2 separate regions of the Rattus norvegicus genome follow, and region 1 is linked to region 2. A link is a contact called in public Hi-C data. All regions are on one chromosome and are shown on one strand. The core of a region is the stretch at or near the end of the contact, and the rest is flanking DNA. Distances in the headings are between cores, read along the strand shown.

Region 1 (5,929 bases), core at 1,578-4,077, 43 kb before region 2:
TGTTAGTATTTGCTATGCATAAAAGGACCGGTTCAGGTACTCGCTTGCCAGCCTAAAAGCAGGCTGTCATATAATAAGTGTGTTTGCCTTGACGAAGACATACTTTGGATTCTTTGAATTGGAGTTATAGGACTGATAATAAAAATAAAATCTGTTGTGTTTGTTATTTTCTAATTGTGACTGAACTTGTCACCCCTAACATGTAATGAAAATTCAAACATATGTCCAGAGGCAAAATGATATATTCTGTACTTTTTGGATAGTCATTAATCTGTTTTCGTCCTGTGAAACCTGTCTAAATAAAGAAGCAATCTGATTACCAGTCAGTCAGAATTGCAGGATCCCCCTGACCACCAAGCCTAACTCACCCTTGTCTCATCTTTTGGGCCACCCTGTCAGTGTACTGGGGAAGGCTCCTGGCAATACATAAATTTTTAATTTTTTTTAGAGTATTTAGGAAACTTAAGCTATCAAGCTTGTTCAATGAGTCGACTGTATAAATTTATCCTTTGAGAGTTTTGGTTGGGTGAAGATGGTTTGGGGAAAAACATATAGCTTTAATTTTAAATAACAAAACATGCTCAGGTCTATGAAGACAGATGTTTTGTGGTATAATTTTTGACTGATATAGTTAAAGTGATTAAGATAATATTAATTATTATTGCTCTCACTAACCACAGAGCTGGAAGATGCATTTCTTTCCAAATAGGTAGGTATGCACTTAAATTATTTAAAGAATTAAGCCTTTTATGCTTTCTGTAAAAGTTGCCAAAGAAAGTGTTATACTTTTAGTTTCACAAGAAAAAAAGGAAAAAACCAATACTGCAGTTATAGTAAGAAAGTAGTATTCTTCCTGTTCCTGGAACCTCCCACCATTGAGACTGATTTTTCTTTTGAGACAGGGTCTCTTTTGCTGTAGGTTGACCTCAAGCCCCCCACATAAAGATAGCTTTGAACTTCTGATCCATTTGCCTCCATGTTCAGAGTGCTATAATTACAGACAAGTGTTTTTGACTGGTTTATGAAGGATGGGACCTTTTGCAGGCCAAACCATCATTTGGGTCCATCCCCAGACCCAAGACTGAATTATTGTTGGACCATATATATATGCTTATTCCTGGGGCTTTGGAGGCCAAAGTGGAGGAATACCATGAGTTGGAAGCTAGCCTGGGTTCTAGAGACCCTAAACTGTAGAGGACCTTCCTCAACAAACAATAATTTAAATAAAAAAATGAAAGAAAGGAGAAAGAGGAAGGGAGGAGAGGGAGAGTGAGGGAGGAAAAGAGGAGGGAGAGGGGAGAGAGAGAGAGAGAGAGAGAGAGAGAATAAATGACCAGCCTGAGTAAACGAGACTCCATCTCAAACCAAACAAAACCAAACAAAACAGAACATAATTGAACCCTGAAAGTTTTATCCTACTTTAAAAGTTCTTCCTAGAAGACAGTATATTGGCAAATCTAAAGCAGCCTTGAAACACAAAGCTGTTAGTTATTTCTAGGACCATGTTGTTAAAACAGGGCAGGAAGGCTGCAAAGAGAGGCCGATGGTTACCTCATCTTCCCTAAGTTATCAGTGCGTTTGTATTTGAGACAGTCTTCTTCTGCAGCTCAGGCTGGTCTCAGATCCTTGATCCTCCAAGATAATAGGTGTGTGTCACCATGCCCAGTTCCTGAGTTATTTCAACATCAATATCTCTTTTATTGTCTTGGCAGAGTTCTATTTGGGCAGTTGGGTACTTTTAATTATTAATAAGAAGAGGTTCCACGTAGACAAATTACCAAGAAAATCTCATTACTTTTTAAAAGTTTTTGTTTTATTGAAACTAAGTGTCATGTAGTCCAGGCTGGCCTGGAACTGCCTATGCAGCAAAGGATGACCTTGATTTCCTAGTCTTATACTCCTATCTGAAGCTCCCAAGGGTGAGAGAACAAGTCAGCTCCCTCCCTCCCTCCCTCCCTCCCTCCCTCCCTCCCTTCCTCCCTCCCTCCCTCCCTTTTCTCTCCCATTTTCTATCTCCTCTCTCTTTTTTGCGTTTTGTTTTTTAGCGGGGAGTAGATTTGAGAAGTTTCACTCTGTAGCCCAGGCTAACCTTGAACTCACTGTCTAGTCCAGGTTGTTCTAAAATTCCTGGTAATCTGGGTGCTGGGATTATAGGTGTGAGTTACCTGGCGTTGCTTATTTCTTTAACATATGATTCCTAGTTTATTCCAATAGAAAAGGAGCAACGGGCAAGTGTTCATTTGTTAGGAAATAATAAAACTTCCCTTTATGATGACCGAATCATTTTTACTTTTTTTTTTTTTTGTGAAATCTGTGAAATGAAAAATTTCAATCAGTCAGGAAACTTTTCGGACCTGGCATGAATGTCATATTGAAAATAATTTATGTAATACTGTATGTACTTGTATACGTTTCTTCACGCACATTCATAAACTAATACTTGTTAATAAAACTAGATGTAAAACCGGGACATGAATTCTCGTCTTTCTGGTGCTTCATGGTAATTACTGCTGCTTTTTCACTCTTCAAGTGTTAAGTGATAATTAGGGAGCTAAGCTTAGTGATCTCAACAATAAAAAAACTACAACTCCCCAAATGCATAGGGAAAGAGGTTGCCACTGGTCCGGGAGACAGTTGCAGCTTCTTCCAGGCACAGGTGCTAGGACCAGCCTCGGAGGAGGGTGCAGCTTGTCCCTGACTGGTTTCTAATGCATCCAGGGATATGTAGTTCCCATAGGGCTCCAGTGCGCCCTCAGGGCAGGTCTCCTACTACAAGTCCCGTACTGAAGCGGGGCTTGGGCAGCGCCTGCGTGCTGAAGCTAAAGGAGCGTGTGGGCGGTGCTAGTAGCGGGAGGAGTAAAGATGGCGGCGCGGGGGCCTCCGCCTTCATTCCCTGGCTGAAGCCCTCCGAGGGAGGCGACGGTGGCCACACAGGGCTACCAACAGTCTGGTGGTGGTAGTTTTGGCAGCAGCTGCGGAAGCTCGAGCCATGGCGGAGCTGGAACACCTGGGAGGGAAGCGAGCAGAGTCGGCGCGAGCCCGGCGGGCTGAGCAGCTGCGGCGCTGGCGGGGCTCGCTGACAGAGCAGGAGCCCGCGGAGCGACAGGGCGCGGGGCGCCAGCTGCAGACCAGACGCGGGAGCCCCAGGGTCCGCTTCGAGGATGGTGCGGTCTTTCTGGCTGCCTGCTCCAGCGGGGACACGGACGAGGTGAAAAAGCTTCTGGCAAGAGGTGCGGACATCAACACAGTCAACGTGGACGGCTTGACAGCCCTGCACCAGGTAGGACATCTCGTTTGGTTGTTTAGGGTCTTTTGCCTGCAAGCCTGTGACCCTGTGAGCTGCTTCACCAAGAATATTATTAGTGTCACCTCAGAGCCCTCTTGCAAAGACTTCAGTCAACTCACATTCTTGGCCACCCTTTTCCACTCATAACCAGGGTTAGGGTCTTTACTTGAAGGACTGGTGTCACCCGGGTGACTGGTCAATGTTTGTATTTCCCTCCACCTACTGGGTTGTCATGGTGACTGATGATTTGGTCCTTGGTGTTATCTTTCTAGTCATCTTTACTTCTGTCTTGTGCCTGTACATCATGCCACTCATACACTTAGTGTCATTAGCCTGATAACCCTTTCAGAAAATTCAACTTTCTGTTTGCGTGGCCCAGTTATCAAAACGTCTTAGGTCAATTAAAGAGAAACCCTAGTAGTGGATGAAGACAGGCAGCTTTTTTGACACTTGTTTTGCTGATGTGTGATCCATGCCTTCTCCAGGCCACCCTTAGAACACCCTTGACCTCATTGTTATGGGTGTCTTATTTTCTCTGCAGCAGCGCTAGCTACTTCAGTCAGGGACAGAATTATTTCTGTCTGGTACTTATGGAATAGACTTTGAATTTTATTTCTGAGTCTCTCTGAAGAAATGGTAATCTTCACAAAAAGAAATGACTATATGAGTTACAGGTAATCTGAGAGTTTCGTGCTTAATAATAACGCCTTGATTTCTCTCACTTATGCAACAATATTCTTTGTATACTGACTGTCTTAGCTCCACCCTCTCTCCCCATTTGAACTTTATCAGTTATTTTGGTGAGCTGAGACCTGGATACCCTCTCCCTCTCTCTCTCTCTCTCTCTCTCTCTCTCTCCCCCCTCTTCTCTCCTCTCCTCTCCTCTCCTCTCGTTCCTCCTTCCTTCCTCCTTCCTTCCTTCTTTTCTTTTTTCTTTCCTTCCTTCCTTTCTTCTTTCTTTTTTCTGCCTTCCTTTCTTCTTCCTTCCTTTCTTTTTCTTTCTTTCTTTCTTTCTTTCTTTCTTTCCTTCCTTCCTTCCTTCCTTCCTTCCTTCCTTCTTTCTTTTTTCTGCCTTCCTTCCTTCCTCTTCCTCCTCCTCCCCTCCTTTCTTTTCTTCCTCTTTCTCCTCCTCCTCTTCCTCCTCCTCTTTTTTTAAAACCAACAACACAGACCCTCATGTAGTTCAGGTTCAGGTTGACTTAAAAAGTTTTCCATGTAGTTGATTCTTCTGTCTCTATGTCCCCAGTGCTGGGACTGCCCAGTCTTTAAGCACTGAGGATCAAGCCTAGGACTTTGTGTTTGCCAGGCAAGAACTCTACCAACAGAGCTACAAACACAGTTCTCTTTCTTATTTTTCTTTTGCTGTATGTAAAAAGTGAGTGTGTTCACATAAGATTCAACTTTTTGCCAGGTGGTGATGGACCATGCCTTTAATCTCAGAACATAGGAGGCAGAGGCAGGTGGATCTCTGAGATTGAGGCCAGCCTGGTCTACAGAGTGAGTTCCAGGATGGACAGGGGTGCACAGAGAAACCTTGTCTCAAAAACAAAACAAAAAAACCAAAAAACCAAAAAAAAAAAAATCCAAAAATAAAAACAAAGCAAAAACCAACCAACCAAACAGTAAAACATCCCAAACCCCCCAAAACAAAACCATTTTTAAATAATAATTCAAGTTTATGTTAAGCCCCTTCCTTAAATATATTTAGTTAATAGCTTAAGATTGTTCTTATTGCTCTCAACATATGGAAGAGAATTACCCTCTCAGCCTGTTTTATTCAGGATCCTACCTAAAGTTTTACATCTAGCAACCAGTGTTTACGTAGTACTTTGCTGTTCACGAATGGTTTTACGTGTCTTCTCTCATGTAACCTTGGTGGTATTCTTCTGTAGTGGGTATAGTTGGTAATGACGTGACTCCCATATACAGAGGGGGAAGGTGAAACTTCAAAACCTGTGTTTGTGAGAATCCAGGAAGGAGGAGAGTTACCCGATCTCAACCACAAAGCCCCATAGCCACCGAGTAAGGAACTGGGTATAAAATGTGGTAAAAACTAAAAGAACTACAGTCACCTTTAAATCGGATTCAAACTAAAGGTTTGAACTCTTGGAGGGGTGATTTCTCTATACACATGAAGGGTAGAGCTCAGCTGGGTGTCTTCAACCATTCTTCACCTTAATATTTAGTAGTAGTAGTATTTTTTAGTATAATAGAGTATAACTCAGTAACAGTGTTTCTTTTGTTATTTTTATTTTGATTAGTGTGTGTGTGTATATGTGTGTGTGTGTGTGTGTGTGTGTGTGTGTGTGTGTGTGTGTGCCATTATGTTCGGGTGGCATTGAAAAGGACAACTTAGGGGAGCCGGTTTGCTTTGTTCATGGTGGAGTCTGGGTTCTGAAGATGGAAGGAACTGAAGTGTCAGACCCTCGATTCTTGTCCACGTGACTCTGCTGGCTGAGTGTAGTCCTTCATACACTTACTATCACTCTGGGAAGTCACTCATGGCAGATCCTCCCCCCTTCGCTGACTGATAGCCTTCTGCTGCCTCTCCTCCCTCCACTAACAGCTTTGATTGGGAAGGGCGCTGTCTCTCCGCTGATGCACTCTTTACCTTCTTTAATCTATTGAAGTAGGAGAGGAGGG
Region 2 (5,913 bases), core at 1,538-4,037:
GACAGTTTGTGGTGGTTGGGTCTTTCCTTCTACTCAGATTGTCAGGTTTGGCGGTCAGCATCTTACCTACAGAGTCGTCTTGCAGGCTCATAATTTTGAAATTTAAGTATTATTAATTCTTAGGCCATATTGCATATCGTGTTTGTTGGTAAGGGAAGGAAGATGTTCTCTGGTCTTAATTTATAAACATGTAGTCTTGAAATAAATGCTAGTCTTCTGAGAACAAAAGTCATATTCAATGTGACAGTTAATGGGGGATTTTGTTTTTTTGTGTTCTAAGAAAGAATCTCACTATATAGCTGTAGCCGCCTCAGCCTCACTGTGTGGCCAGGGTGGCCTTGAACTTGTCAATCCTTCTGCCTCAGCCTTCTTGACTGCTGAGTTAGGGGGCATGTGCCATTACGTCTGGCTAATGGAAAATTCTTCTCTTCTGCTGTCTCTTGGCCATCTGTGTTTGAAAGGCCACTGATCTGTGTCCAGAGCCCGCCTGACCAGTGAGTGCATAGTCAGATATAGTTCTTACCATCTAAGAGCCAGACATTCTCTGCCAGTGGAGTTCTGAGTCTTCCACTCAGGACTGATGGCAGCTGGAGTCACCTGTCACAGTGTAGACTGCTCTAATGGTTCTCAGTTAAGCAGCAGTCACATTATATGATGTTTGGAATGGGAGACAGGTACTTGGAAGGACTTACTGAAGTGCCAGATCAGTCAGTCTTAAGGACCGTATGTTAAAGCCTCTTGTAGTATGATCTCTGATGGTGGAGATTTCCAAACTTACTAATACAGAACCTGTATAATTTCTTGGCGTATGACGAAGTTATCTTACAGGAGCATAAGGATAGTTTCTGTTTTGGTGTTCATCCAGAATACCTCCAGAAAATCTGGATGTGGTCACACAAACCTATATTTCTACTACTTGGGTGGTAGAGGCAGGAGGATCAGGAATTTAAGGTCATCCTCCATACATAGTGAATTTGAAGCCTGGCTACATGATATCCCATCTCAGCCTCTCCCCCTGTTTATGGGAGAACCATTAGGTTAGATCTGTCAGGGCTTTACGATTTGAGCTAAGCTTGATTTAAAGAAGGAAAACATTGTATTTAATGGATTATTTTGAAGAGCTGTGTAATCTTTGGGGGAAACTTTTCATTTGCAAAAGAGGGAATCAGTGACTGCTGATATTGTCCGTGAATGTAGCAAGAAGTTGAGAGTAAGGCACTCTCTCGATTTGGACTCCCTAATCTGTGTCAATTTGATGTTTCCTAAGGCTTCTGTAATATACTGCCACAAACTTGGCTTCTAACAACAGAAAATTATTCTTCCTAGTTGTGGAAAAACAGATGTCTGAATCCAAGGTATAGGTAGGGCCATATTCCTTCTTGGATTGTGTGTCTTATCTGTATTTCTTCAGCTTAGGATGGCGAGCAAATGCTTCCAGGAGCATTGGCTGTACTCCTTGAGACACTGCTTTCAAGTCTTTTGATTTTTATGATTCAAACTCTACTTTTGGACATGACAGAAATGGTAATTGCAGGGTGTTTGTTAGTTTTGTTTTGTTTTAAGGAACCACCATGCTGTTTCTGTAGAGACTATACTATTGTACACTAATGCAATGGACACAGGTTTAATTTTTTCACACCAGGAAAAAAACTTTATTTTCTGTTAATTTATCTATAGTATTTTTGAGACAGACTCTTGACTGTGCAGCCTCACTTTCAGATCACACTATTTAGACCAGGCTGCCCTGAAATTCGAGATCTGCTGTGGCTGCTTTCTGAGTGCTAGGATTAAAGCCTGTCAACTGTAGTATTGATTTGCATTTCCATAATGATTGGTGATTCTAAGTACTTTCTCATGTGTTTTTGGCCATTTTTAAACACAGAGTAAAGTCTGTTGAAATCTTTCCCCATAAAGTTTGATTGCTTTTGTTGAGTTTTAAATGTGCCCTATACATTCTAGATATGTCTTTATCAGGCACCTGGTTTTCAATTTTTCTCTCTGTTCCAAGTGTAGTCTGAGGCAACTGTCTTTTGGTGTCTCCAGACCCCTAAAAGTGACAGTACCTTTTCCATCAGGATTTATTGAAAATGAGGCAAACACAGGATAAAAACAAATGTAGGAGTTAGGCTCTACTGAACCTAGCTTGTTCAATAAGCACCAGAGCTGGACTCTGTGAAGGGTTGTCTGCAAGCAAAAAGGTAGCCTTAGAGTTCTCTTGGGACACAACAGCAAGGTCAGCCTTGCAAGCCAGCACTCAGTGGTGCTGACAGTTGGAGGCTATTCTGGGACCCAGAGGACTTTGTTTTGTAAGGCTCCCAGATTAACTCTGGCTTTAGTCAACCCAAGCCACTTCAGCCTTCGATCTAGAGAGCAGTGTTAAGTACAGTAGAAAGATCACAGTACCCATATTATTGATAAACGAGAGTGCTTTCCAGTAGAGCTCCTCTTTATTATATGGTGATTGTGAAACCCTTTATTTATCAAGCAACTTTTGGAATATAGTTCTTTTGGGCTATGAATTAAGTACATACCTCCATTTCAGAGCTTAAAACAATTTTTTAAAGTAGTATTTTGTGTGTCTTTAGGAATACAAGCTAAGAGGAAATGCACTTAAGCCACCGATTTGACTTGAAGCGATAATGGTTAACACCCAAAGATTGTTTAGCTTTCTTCCCAAGGAAAGGAATGAGCTCCTGTCTGGAGAATTCAGTACAGCTCTGGGCAGAGGCATGGGCAGAGTTTGCAGACAGGTGAATCCGCTCATGGTCCATCTGCAGTCATGAGTCAGCAGCACAGCTGCAGATGGAGTGGGCAGAGGACATCTAAATTTAGTCCTTATTCACTGGAGAAGAGCTCAGGGAGCATCCTCTCCCTCTTCCACCCTCCGGCCATACCCTCCTGGAACCAAGGCAGGTGGGTGGAGCAGAGGCACTGCAGAGTCCTGTGGCTCATCACTAGCATGGTTCCTCCTAGTTCAGTCATCTAACTCCTGCATCTAAGAATCCACAGTACTCTGAAAATTAGAGAATCTTCTGAAATTAGATACACAAATTCCCATGTCTGGCTAGTTCTGAGACATTTTAAATCAAATTACGTTCTTTCCATAAGTACTAGTAAGAGCCATGAGAGCCATGGTGAGTGAGGATTAAATACATTTGGTGCATGTGGCTGTTAAAGTATTGGCTTAAAACAACGCCAGGAACTATTCCCAAACTCTCCGAGGTGGGTAGATTCACAGTGCCTTGGATGGGTGCACTAGACTTTGGTTAGGTCCCCCAGTTCAAGGCTATGTGCATCAGCAGAACCCTGTTCTGTCTGACTGCAAAAGCTGATCTTTTAACAGTGTGTGTCATGCACTTTGTAGAGGGATGGAGTGTGGTTTGAAGAGTTGGGGTACTCTCTCTGAAGTAATTCAGAGATTGTTGTTTTGCTTCAGACCTCCCCCAACTGTGTCCATTGTGTTCTCTCTCTCTCTCTCTCTCTCTCTCTCTCTCTCTCTCTCTCTCTCTCTCTGTCTCTCTCTCTCTCTGTCTGCACTCAAGTGGCTATAGCATTTTAACTGAAGTATATAAAGAAAATGGAGTCTCACATAGATATATACTTGGAAGCAGAAAGGGTGTTTTAATAGACTGCTCAGTGTCAGTTACAGTTACTGTTCTTAAATAGTTATCAGAAGTTCCAGCAGCAGAAGTAATTTGCTTTTTCCTTTTTTTCTGGTTCTCATGTATCTAAAGTTATCCTTGAACTTGCTGTGCAGCAAAAGATAATGCTGAACCTCCTACCTCTACCTTTCAAGTGCTAGGATTACAGATGTGCACCATGCTGAAGAAGCTGCAGAGAGAAGCTTTGCACATGCTGGGCAGAGTTCTGCCAACTGAACTATATCCCCAACATTGTTAGTTTGTTAAATGCTAGTTGGAAGTGGAGACTGAAATTGTATCAATGCACTGTCTTACTCTGTTGCGTTAAAACCCTCAATCATCTGGATGTGGTGGCATATGGCATTAATCCTAGCAGTTCGGTATCAGAGGCAGATGGATCTCTCTGAGTTCAAGGCCAGCCAGGGCTACATAGTGAGACCATGTCTACAAAACAAAACAACAGCAAAACCCATTAATCTAACTTAATTTTTGAATTAATCTGATGCCTGATTTTCTAACACTATGTATTTAATATTTGAAAAAACACAGGCTCGTTGATTTATGTAGGTCTTCTGAGTGTAGATACATTTCATTATAAGATACTTACTAACTGATCACACTTGTAGACCAGTGGTTCTCAACCTGTGGGTTTTAGCCCCTTTGGGAGTCACATATCAGATATCCTGCATTTCAGATGTTCCCACTACAATTCATTGCAGTAGCAAAATTACAGTTATGAAGTAGTAATGAAACAATTTTATGTTTGGGGATCACTATAACATGAGGTACTGCATTAAAACGTGACAAAGCTGGGAACCACTGCTGTAGATATCCCACTGTAAGTATCAGAAGATTATCTGGAAACTGTTGAGCTCTTGACAGTGGCTGTGCTTCCCAAAATTTCGTTTTTCATTTGCATGGTCAAATTTTATTATAGCAACAAAAATTCTTTATTTTCTTTGAGACTTTGTTTATTTTGATGTTTGAATAACAAATACTTTTTTGTTAGTTACTGTTTTCTGTACAAATAATATATTTTGAAAAAGTGGCTAATTCATCTTTCAACCCTACCCAAGTACTTTTCCTAGAAACAACCATCAGATTGCAGGAGCCTCAATAGGACTTCAAGTGTGCTTTCCATTTTGTCACACAGAAGTATTAAAAAGACATCCTTTCAAAGGCTTAGTTTTAATTGTTAGTAATCTTCTTAAATGCTTTGTGTATGGGATGCTTTGTCTGTATGTTTGTCTGTGACCATGTGCATGCAGTGCCAGAGGAGGCCAGAAGAGGGCATTAGATCCCCTGGAACTTGAGTTACAAATAATTATTAGCTGCCGTGTGGGTACTGGGAATCAAACCTGGATCCTCCGGAAGAACGGCCAGTGATCTTAATCACTCAGCCATTCCCCCAGCCCCTAAACAATCTCTATCACTTCATAAAAGTCAGTTTTAGGTTAAGTGGTCTCTTGATGCAGTTGCCTTGATTAAATAAGGTGTATTTACCCAGCAGCAGATTACCTACCATGGCTTTGGCATCATTAGTGCAAATGTCAACACAAAGAGAAAACAATCAATTTTCTAGTATTATTGAAAAGACAAAATTTATTTTGCTAATGAATTCTAATTCTAATGTTTTAACTATTTATTTGAAACATGAAGGAGGGGATTCACAGGCAAGTTTTCTTGTTTTTGACCTTATAATTCCTCATCATAGCTCAGGGAGCTATAAACTTGTGACTGTGTTCTGCTTCAGCTTCCCCAGTGCTAGGATGCAGGCATTTAACCGCTATGCTGGGCCATAGGCAAGTTTTTAAGAGGTAGTCTTATTTCCTTCTAGGTCCTGAATTTTCCTATTTGGGAATGTCTGAGCCTGAGTAATTATCTTTGTCAACTATTTTTTTCTTTTCTTTTTTGTTTTTATTGTTGAGACAAGGTCTCTCTGTGTATCCCTGGCTGGTCTGAAGCTCTCCCATGTAGACCATGCTGGCCTGGAACTCATAAGACATTTGTCTGCCTCTCTCTCCCCAGTGCTGGATTAAAGGTGTGCACTGTCATGCCAGCTTCCTTTTTATTCTGTGTTAAAGTAGCCTTTTTATTTCTCTTCTTCCTTCCTCCTGCCTCTCCTCTCTCTCTCTCTCTCTCTCTCTCTCTCTCTCTCTCTCTCTCTCTCTCTCTGTGGTGTGGTGGTGGTGGTGGTGGTGGTGGTGGTGGTGGTGGTGGTGTGTGTGTGTGTGTGTGTGTGTGTGTGTGTGTAGAAGCCTAAGGACAACCT

The links. Hi-C and Micro-C count contacts between places; a contact is called where the count stands out from the background.
Region 1: a contact with region 2 is called in a Hi-C map of psoas muscle, with 4 times the contacts expected there. The contact joins the promoter of Ppp1r12b here to the enhancer-like site in region 2. A contact is called at or near these places in 2 of 12 Hi-C or Micro-C datasets (Schwann cells and psoas muscle).

What each region holds. Positions count from the first base shown.
Region 1 is chr13:48,945,820-48,951,748 of GRCr8, reverse strand. It overlaps Ppp1r12b (protein phosphatase 1, regulatory subunit 12B), which reads left to right and starts at 2,827. Exons shown (of 25, transcript NM_001107178.4): 1 at 2,827-3,280. The coding sequence starts at 2,990.
Region 2 is chr13:48,902,560-48,908,472 of GRCr8, reverse strand. The region is part of intron 1 of Ppp1r12b (protein phosphatase 1, regulatory subunit 12B); the gene reads left to right. Among named protein-coding and RNA genes, the nearest start is that of Ppp1r12b, 43 kb to the left of the region's middle. Within about 2 kb of position 2,787, at least 22 of the 93 cell types and tissues checked have an H3K27ac peak or open chromatin away from gene starts, as enhancers often do.